Linked DNA regions of Anser cygnoides: region 1 is linked to region 2. A link is a contact called in public Hi-C data. All regions are on one chromosome and are shown on one strand. Each heading gives the region's core, a stretch centred on a gene start, on an enhancer-like site or on the middle of the called end of the contact. The rest is flanking DNA. Distances are from core to core; before and after follow the strand shown. Region 1 holds the start of SWT1 (SWT1 RNA endoribonuclease homolog). Region 2 has its middle 52 kb from the start of IVNS1ABP.

Region 1 (4,816 bases), core at 2,103-4,602, 110 kb before region 2:
TAGCTTACTACTATTTTTCAATCCATCAATTCAAACCTACCACTAGGGAAGGCCTATTGTACCAATTAGAACACTTGTCTGCATCCTTTAGCTTACAAGCAAAACTATAGTAGAAGGTACAACTTCCAAAGTTTATCCTCAGAATGTTTATTTAATAAGATACAAATATTTCTACTTGCTTTTTTCATGCTGACACACATCAAAATTCTCAAACTGGAATGATCTTTATTTGAAAAAACAAGCAGAAGCGAGCAAGTCACATACCATTTACTTCTGACTTTACTGCATGGCATTGTTATAGCATGCGAACCACACACAAAGCGGTATAAAATCATAAAATCATCCCGTGAACTACTGGCAAAACTGTAGTATTGGCCAGAAGCAGACCCGTTGCAACTAGCAATTATTCACTGTGCAAGCAGGATACATTAAATTCTATCACTTTTTTTTTTTTCCTTAGGAGTGTTTGAGAACCTTTAAAACCACCTTCCCATTTTTCAACTTATCTATGCGAACAGCATAGAATATGCTAAAAACAAGAAAATTAGTTTACCTGATCAATTTTGTTGGTTATAGTACACTGAACATCTCAGTTTCTAGCGATACTGATACTGTAGTGATTTTAAACCTTCACACAATGTTTTTACAAGATTAGTCTTTCAGACTTTCTTATGTGAAACAAATAAAGCAATTGATTGATGTATGAAGATACAGCAGTTGGTTTTAAAGCTAAGGTTAAAATCAATTCCTAATTCCCAGTTTCTGCACTGGGATACAATTTTCGCTGCTCTCTGTGGTGCTTCTAGCATCAGACCCTGACGCAGATTATACGTCATCCAACATAACGGTTTCTCTTTTGCCACTGTATTATGCACAAATTCTGAAGTGGCATCTACAAATTTTAGTACGCATCTGCACGGGAAAAAGCATTGATACCTATCAGATGTATTAAAAATGAAATTTCACACATTCCCTTTACCTTTCTTTCCCGCTATTTTTACTTTTTTCCTCCTTTGCTCAAGCACACAACACAAATATTCTTATCGTTTGTTAGCAAACCTCTTGGATAATCCGACGAAACATCCAAAATGTTACTTTCAGACTCCCTTGTGGATTCTTCCTCAGTTCCTTTTTCTTTGGTTTCCACTTCTGACTCAGCAACTTTCACACCCAGGTTGTTGCTTTTCACCATTCCAGGGTCGATCACACCATCTTAAGAAAATCAAGCAAACGAAACAAAAAAATCAACAGTAAAATTGTCATTGATATGCTTGAATTATACAACTGAGTTCACTTGCTTGCAGTAATTTGGCGCTTCTACCAGCAAATGTGACTAACAACTATGAAGGAGAAAAATTGTATAATCACTACTGAGAATAACATCAGAATGATTATTGCTTATCCTTGGAATCCACGGAAGAAACCATTCACCCATCTGTATTATCAGATGTTTGAAGTTAATAAAATAATATTTGCATGTTATTTTCTGGCAAAATGCAACACAAGACAAGGCAGGCAAGCAGGAAGTCCAAATATGTTTAACCATAGAGTAGTGATAAATAAAGTTTAAAAGCAGAAGTTTAGAACTGTTTATGACTAGTTGAACAATCTGGAAAAAGGCATTTGAGTGGGCAATGAAACAAACAAAGAGAAGTGGTGGACATGGGAGAAAAATAATCTTCATTTCACATATGAATGGAACGAATGGATGGGCTCTGAGCTGAGCATCATCAGGATTACAATCTTAGGGTTTTAAACAATTTTGATTGAAAGAACAGGTATAAATCCTCTCCAAAACCCAGCATAAGGAAGTTCTAGGAAAAAATGCAGAAAGCCTGCGTATTGAACAGTATTGCCACATATCCCCCAAGCTCAAAAGGGACACAGAACCAGCAAAGTTCCAAAAAATGGTGACAAGAAACAACAGATTTATGGCATAGGTTCTTAGCCATGGAGAAACAACAGAACAGGCTATGACTTTTCAGCCCGTACATAACATCCATAAAGTCATGAGACACAGAGGGAGCACAGACATCAGCAGTGCTCCAGCAGAACCTGGGATGGACCAAATGGAAAGAGCAGATGGAAAATCAGAGCAGAAGTTTTCTGTATAACCTACTGCTATGCTGCAGACCTCCCTGCCACTGGCTGCTGCAAGTCTGTGAGTGCCAAAGAAAGAATTATACTGCAGAGAAATCCATAACAGGCTTTTAAACCCCAAAGCGCTACCTTTGGCTCAAGAAAATGATGAGCCACAAGGTGTTTTGTGTTTGAAAGTATTTCTGGAGAATGCGTTGATGGTCGGCTGGTTGCTCTGTTCTTCCCCCAGTCATCTACTTCTGGCCACTACTACAGACAGGGTAAGGCCCGAATAGATCTTACAGCAGTTCTTAAGTCTCCCTTGCTTTGTCTTGTCTGTTTGCTTTTAAACATTGCAGTTTGACACGGATCTTGCCTATTACAAAGAAATAAAAAGAGGAATGAACACCTGAAGACAGAGATCAGAGAAAAATAGTTTAGAAAAATGGAGAAAGCGCAGAGCAAAATTCTTCCAAGTACCTTGAATCAGATCCAGACCAGCCCTGCAACTCAGAGTATCGCTGTATTTCTCACAGATCTATTTTTAAAGCTGAAAACTCACCTGAGACATACTTCGATGTCCTGCCTACTCATCTATTAAAGAGTTACGTGGTGCCTGGTGACGGTTTCTACGCAGCTTATTAACGGAAGAGACAAAACTAAGATTTTTTTGGTGAGAGAGCTGTAAGAAGAAACAGGCCTGCACGCGGCCGCACGTGCTGCGAGGCGGCTGCTAACGCTACCACAGGAAAAGAGCCCGCACCGCCGGTGACCGGGCACCCCGCAGCCCGTTTCTCGCACCTTCAGCGGCTGCCCGGGGCGGCGGGCTGGCACGGCCGAGCGCCGCTCTTTGTTACCGGCCCCGGCTCGGCGCTGCGGCCGCGCTCCGCAGCGATCGCCCCTCACGCCGCGGCGCCACATGGCGGCCGCCCCCTCAGCGCCCGCCGGGAGCCGCTGCCCGCGCCCTCCCCCCGCGCGGCCCTTACTGAGCGCCGCGGCCTCGCCGCCGCCCCCGGGGCTCCGCTCCTCGTCCTCCTCCTCTTCCTCCTCGTCCTCCTCCTCCTCCTCGTCCCGCTCCCGCTCGGGGGGCAGCTGAGCCAGCGCGGCCTCCGCGGCCTCCTCCGCTGCCATCTTCTCCGGGGGCGTGCGGCAGGCGAGCAGAGGCCGGACCGAGATCCCCGCGCCTCGCAGGGAGGCAGGGACGGAGGCGGGCGGGGGGCGCGGCGACGGCGGGGCGGGCGGGGAGGTGCCGAGCGCCGCCTACACTTCCCAGAGCGCCGCTGGGCCGCGGGCCGGGCCCTGCGCGGCGGGGGAAGGACGGGGGGAGGAGGAGCGAGGAGCAGGGAGCGGTCGCTTTCTGGGCCGGAGCGGGGCGAGGGGCTGAGGCGCCCCGCGCCGAGCCGAGCCGTTGCGACGCCGGCGGGGCGGTGGGTGCGAGGCGGGGCCGGGGCCGGGGCCGGGGCCGGGGCCGGGGCCGGGGCCGGGGCCGGGGCCGGGGCCGGGGGGAGGCCGCCCGGTTCGTGCCCCGAGCGCCGGGGCAGGCGCTGCCGGGACTTGCTGGGCCTCAGCTAAGGGGAGGCTCCGGCCGCGGTTACTTCAACAGTTGCTGCGGCACCGCTCCGCCGGCGGCTGGCCGGTGCTTCGGGAAGCCGGCTGCGGGGTCTGGGAGCGGGCGGTGAAGCTTTCCTACGGCCCTCCACGCCCGCCGCTGGCCTCGTCGGCGGGGGTGAGCGGCTTGTGCCCCCAGAGCGCCGCGCCAGGCACGAGGCTCGTCCAGCTCCTCGCTGCGCTGCTCGCATGGGGCGCGTCGAGCTGGGGCGAGGCACGGTCGGAGAGGCAGCACGTCCAGGTTTGGGGCAGAAGTAATGAGGTGACAAGCTCACCAGGGAGCAGGGAGGTCTCCCAGGCTCAGCCTGCGTTAAATACACGGTTTGAGGGAGCACTAATTGTGTTCCTTGGGCGGCTGGACCAGGGGGGCAGCCTGGCGAAGGCATTGTCCTGGTGTGACAGCAGGGTGAGACTTGTTTGTGGAGCAGATTTCCCTGTTAGTCTCTTTACGGTGAGAGACCTAACTGACTTGAGCTTTAGCAACTGCTTACTGTTCCTCTCTGTCATCCAGTTCTGCTCTTTGCTTATCATTGGCAAAAACTAGTATTTCAATTCTGTAGTAAGTCATGGCAAATTTGGTATTGCTTCACGTGTAGTTTTGTCGCTCAGCATCCAAAGGGCCCTGTGTCGTATAACATCTTCCTTCCTGGGAAGGGGGGAGTCTAAGGCAAGAATTAGAGTTGGAACTGCTTTAGAAGTTCACTGTTATAATAAAGGCTATAAAAGGGTGTTAGCCTCTGCTCATCTGGTATGTTTACTAGTAGAAAATCTACATCTCGGAAGCAGATAGTAGAGTAAGGAATGGCCACCCTTTCTTCTGGGTAGTTTTGTCAGTGAGATATGGATTGTCAACACTGTTCAAATTTGCTGTGGCTCGTACTTGGAAGAGAAAACAAAGTTGTTTTTTTTTCATAATGAAGTTAAATTATTTCTATACCAGTAAGGGTTAAAATTTGAAGTAAATAATAATACTAACACTTATTTTTTTTCCCTTAGGGTTTGAAGATGCCTAAAAAGAAACTGAAGAAATTAACTGGAAAGGAGGACAGTTTGGATGGCCAGGATGACAAAGTAGGAATAGTTGTATTAATTTTTTTTTTTTAATCATATGCCCATGTTCAAGGGAGGA
Region 2 (4,668 bases), core at 971-3,470:
AAGGAATCACAGATCAAATGCTAAGCAGCAATGGTCTGCTGCTATGGAGAAGGTAATATTGTAACAGAGTGTGAAATGAGGAGCGTTATTTGAAGAAGAGTAGTAATGTGTCTACTCTGCTCAGCATTAGTAAGACCTTGACGGGAGAGCTGGGTCCGGCTTTGGATGCTGCTTTTCAGGAGAGGCATGGGCTGATCAGAGAGCATCAGGAGGAAAGCAGAGAGTGTGATCAAAGATCTAATATAATGTAAATATAATTTTTAGGGAAAAAGTAAAACAACCCCAGTTCTTCCAATTTAAAGACAGCCAAAGGAAGGACTGTGGGACATAAATCTGTAAACCCTTAAAAAAACCCTCAGATTGTAGTAAGGGAGATTTTGTTTATTTTTTTGGAAAGCTCTTCTAGCAGTAAGCGTAGTAAAGCCCTGGGGGAAAAATAAATACAGAATACATGGAAATTTGACCACTAGAGGATTTTAAGAATTAGTGTGACAGAAAAATTGAAGTAGTTGTGTTGGTAGAACCGATCCTGTGGGTCAGACAGGGTAGATAAGCTCTTTGGGGTCCTGTTTCTTTTCTTTTTGACCTCCTTTTCAATTTGTTGTGCCAACTTTCAGTTCTTATCCTGTCCTCCAAAGCATCTGCAATTGCGTCGCAAATTTTATAAGCACACTTCCTCTATTCTCACCCAAGTTATTGCATTAAGATATGAGTTCTAGACTCGCCCTAAACGTGATATGGTCCCACTTGCAATACCCTCCAGGTCTGATATTAATCTTTCATTGATGGCTGCATTTGGAGAGGAATTTGTTTCAGCGTGTTGCACATCCATGATTTGGTAGCTATACTCTGGTGGCAGTTCCTTGTGAGAATGTCCTGTGGCAATGTCCCTTTCTACCTCGAGGAAAGAAACCTTTAGCCACTAGAGCACTTGCCCCATCCAGGCAGGAAGGTATACTGCTTTGACAACTTGTTGCCTTATTTTAATTAGCCTGTATTCTTGGTTCACATTTGTTTAAGCATGACTTTTCAAAGGGTTAAAGGTTGGCTGGCTGACACACTACTCAGATTCTCTTTTCACCTTTAAGACAGTGGTATATTTGCTCAACATACTGCAGATCAAATCCTGTTTTAGCAAGCTTAGGTAAACAGCCCATACCTCTGCAAGGACACAGCACATATTGTGTTTTATTGGAGAGGTCCAATCTAGTGATCTGTGTAAAATAAGGGAACAGTTTAGCCCAGCTCTTTGTAGAAAGCACTGCATAAAGCAATTTCCTGGGTGGATGTGAGGCAAGTGTAAGACTGCACTAGTGTTGTAACTACACAGTAGTCATACATACTCCTGCGGCAAAGTGACCAAAACTTGTCCTGTTTTCTTTCTGCTGTAAATATTTAAAAGAGAATATGATTGTTTACAGGTTTGTGGAGTGGATCTGACGCTTTAGAGAGTGCAATCTTGATTCAAACTGAAAACAACATACGAGGAGGAAGGGCAGTTCTAGCTGTCCTCCCGACTGTGGGAAAAATAACCTTTCCAGATGACGGGTCTCTGCCTCCTTGCCCATTTCCCAGGCAGGTAGCCCACTTTGACAGCAGGCTTTCAAGTACTCCTGGCAGGAAGGGGTTGTCTGCTCGGCCTTGTGTAAACAAGATGCAACCATTGTTCCCTGGAAGCTGGCCAGCACGACCCTAAACCAGGCAAAACAGAAATGCCTGCCTTTGAACTTGTACCTTCTATTTCCCAGTACTTTTATGAACTTATTTTTGTGGCCAGGTTGACATCAGGATATGGGTCATTAAAACAAATATATTTCAGGTGGTTAAAAACATCAACACAATGTTAGCACAAGGAGTAGGTTAAGTGTGAACCTGAGGGAACACTCTGTGCAGCTTTGAGAAGGGAAACAGAAATAAACTATTCCCAGAGTAACTCCACAAAACTACTTGTACTATTTACCTATTGTATACAAAACAAGGGGTGGCAGGTAGCACAGTTCAATTAGTGCTAAAGTAAATCCAATTTTATTTAATACTACAGATTATTGCTGTGTTTGGGACACTTTGAAAGTAGCTAAAGTAAATTAAAGTAGCTGGCTAAAAACATGGAATTCAAGATTTCCATCCATCTTGCTGGTTAGCTGTATAAAGGCGCCTTGTATAAACTCCTAGAGAACAAAACAAACCTGCTAGTGGGTTTGAGAAATTTTTCCAATAGACAGGATAAAACATATTTCTGCTCAGTTTTCATTCGAGACAGAAATATTACAGCAGTGTCCAGGAATAGGATGATCTATGATAGCTGCACAAAGAGCAAACTTCTGATTTACTCTGAGGAGTCTGTGTTCATATTTTCCCTTGCCTGTTGTAGATCCTTTTATGCTTGTGTAACTCATTTTAATAACACTTCTTGCTGTAATATGTAGGTGTTTTGATGGTACGGTTTTGGTATGCCCAGATCCTTCTCCCTTTCTGCTCAGAGCTCAATCACGTAAGGACAAACCAGACAAGCTGTATCCCCACAAGGTGCATAGAGTGTCCTTAGGGCCACTCTGTTTTAGCTCCAAGGTTGCTGAAGGAAGCACACTGCAAGTGTTGTGGAAACTTCCTGATGCTCCTGGCCTGGGAGATGGTGCTGCGTATCCCTGCTGCCTGGCATACCCTCTGCCCTGCTTACCGTCCTCCAGTGCTGCACCCTCACTGCATTTCCTCAATGTTCCCTACATCTCAGGATGGTGGGGAGTGAGGATGACTCTCTGCTGAGAGTTTTACGTGTATTGGGTACATCAGTTGATTGCCTGCTTTGACGCTCACAGTAGTTCCCACTGGTATTGAGGATACCATCTGCTGCCAGATGCCTGAAGAGCTAAGCAGCATTTTGGGGGAGTGTGTGGAACTGTACAACTGGGTCCCTGTTTTTTGGAAAGTGAAACCAACTACAGATATGCATCTCTACAGAAAGCACTGGGACAAGAGGTGAGTGCAGGCATGCCTGAAAGACCTCTTAGGAGAAACAGGGACTGAATTCAGCCTGGATCCAGAGGAAATCATGCGAGACACAGCTAGATATACCTGCAACAGAGTGATGACTGTCTGGAGGGAGACTGGACCAGGCTCAGCTAGAAAAGGTAGTTACCATGCATGCCCAGGATGGCTTTCAGTACGGTCAGCTGTTGGCGGAGTATGCTGTTGGCTGAATTTCATATGAAATGCTTCCATGGATCACTGATCTTGTTCTGGAGTGACCTATCAATATGTAAACCAAACCTGGACTGTACTTTGAATGCTCCAGAGGAGGTCACTAAGACTGCAGTTGATTAAAAATTGACTTTTAGAAAACACATAATACGTTATAAGGCCATGTGTATTGGCCAGATAAGGCAGAAAACCAAAACACACGGGGCTTTCAGACTTAGGAAATATATCAATATTTGGGTTTGTTGTTGTTGCTGTTGATTTCATGAACTGAATTGTTGCAAAACATATGAATGTAATCAGGTATATATAGGTTTTTTTTTTTTTTTTACTACATCAGTACAAATCTAAAGCAAACTGAGGATTATAGAGCAAGCCTTAATTTGCAAATGGAACCTTTGGCATGCTGCTTCATTTAGATGTTATACAAATATATTGGTCAGTAGATGAATGTTAACACCACCTTTTGAATTTTTTTCTTCCCTGCTTGCCCTTCTTTGACAGAGTTTGATATAAGAGTTTGAAAACATGCCAGTAGGTACTTCCTGATAGACAGTGGCTTGACAAAAGAAAAAGCCTGGGTGTCAATTTCTTCCGTGTTTGTAAATCGGATGCCTTAAAAGGCTTGTGTCCTGTTGTCTAAATTCCAGTTCATCCTCTCCACCTGCTATTTCCTATTTGCTGGCTCTGAGCCTATTAGGTGCTGATAATGAACAGTAGATTGGTGACTGGAGTGGCAAGCAGGCACAGACAGCTCACAGCTTGATTTCTATCAAGTCACTGATAATCCCAAACTGGTTTCTCTGCAAACTGACTTCTCGGGGTGGAAGTGGCCCCACTGGAACTGTATTTTTTGTAAAAACAGGAGTGAAGTGTTATGGAGCTCACGCTGACTTGGATTCCTTGAGACTGAAAATCGCGCCTGAGGCTGGCAGTAGCTCCCGAAATGGTACTGCTTGGTGGTATTTGTGCATCTACTTTCTGCAGAGACAGATGATAATCTCATTAAAAACCCTGCATTTGCTGTGAAAGGGACAAAGAGATGTGGATGTAGATCTGAATTCAATATCAAAACTACCACTGACTTGAATCATGTTAGGAGCTTTACCTTAACTTCTTAAGATTTGTCTGTCACTAAAGAGCCTGATAATGGGAGGAAGGCCCATACCAAAAGCCCTGCACTGGGCACTCCTGATATTAGGGTCAGTTCAAATCTCACTCTTCAGTTGGTAACTCAGGCCCCTTTTCTGTTTACAGTGGGTAAATAGAAAGAGGTATGTGTGGCAGTTTTTGGTCTTAATGCATTAATGTCCTCAGAGGAAGAACAAATCATTAGAGTTCAGACAAATTAAATGTTTGTGGATTTATTTTAGTGGCCTAAATGAGGCTAGAATTCCAAAGGGCCAGTTTTAATTTATTATGTTCATAATACAGTGAAGGCTTTTTCTCACAGCAAATGCTTTCTTTGTTATA

What was found. Hi-C and Micro-C count contacts between places; a contact is called where the count stands out from the background.
Region 1: a contact with region 2 is called in a Hi-C map of liver, with 6 times the contacts expected there. The contact joins the promoter of SWT1 here to the enhancer-like site in region 2. A contact is called at or near these places in 2 of 7 Hi-C or Micro-C datasets (both in liver).

The regions. Positions count from the first base shown.
Region 1 is chr8:16,642,204-16,647,019 of Taihu_goose_T2T_genome, reverse strand. SWT1 (SWT1 RNA endoribonuclease homolog) reads left to right here and starts at 3,352. Exons shown (of 19, transcript XM_067001477.1): 1 at 3,352-3,510; 2 at 4,684-4,758. The coding sequence starts at 4,693. TRMT1L (tRNA methyltransferase 1 like) reads right to left here and starts at 3,260. Exons shown (of 16, transcript XM_048059239.2): 1 at 3,066-3,260; 2 at 1,060-1,212. The coding sequence starts at 3,210.
Region 2 is chr8:16,528,558-16,533,225 of Taihu_goose_T2T_genome, reverse strand. No RefSeq gene overlaps it. Among named protein-coding and RNA genes, the nearest start is that of IVNS1ABP, 52 kb to the left of the region's middle. Within about 2 kb of position 2,220, at least 3 of the 3 cell types and tissues checked have open chromatin away from gene starts, as enhancers often do. A contact at or near this core is called in liver, where this site is marked.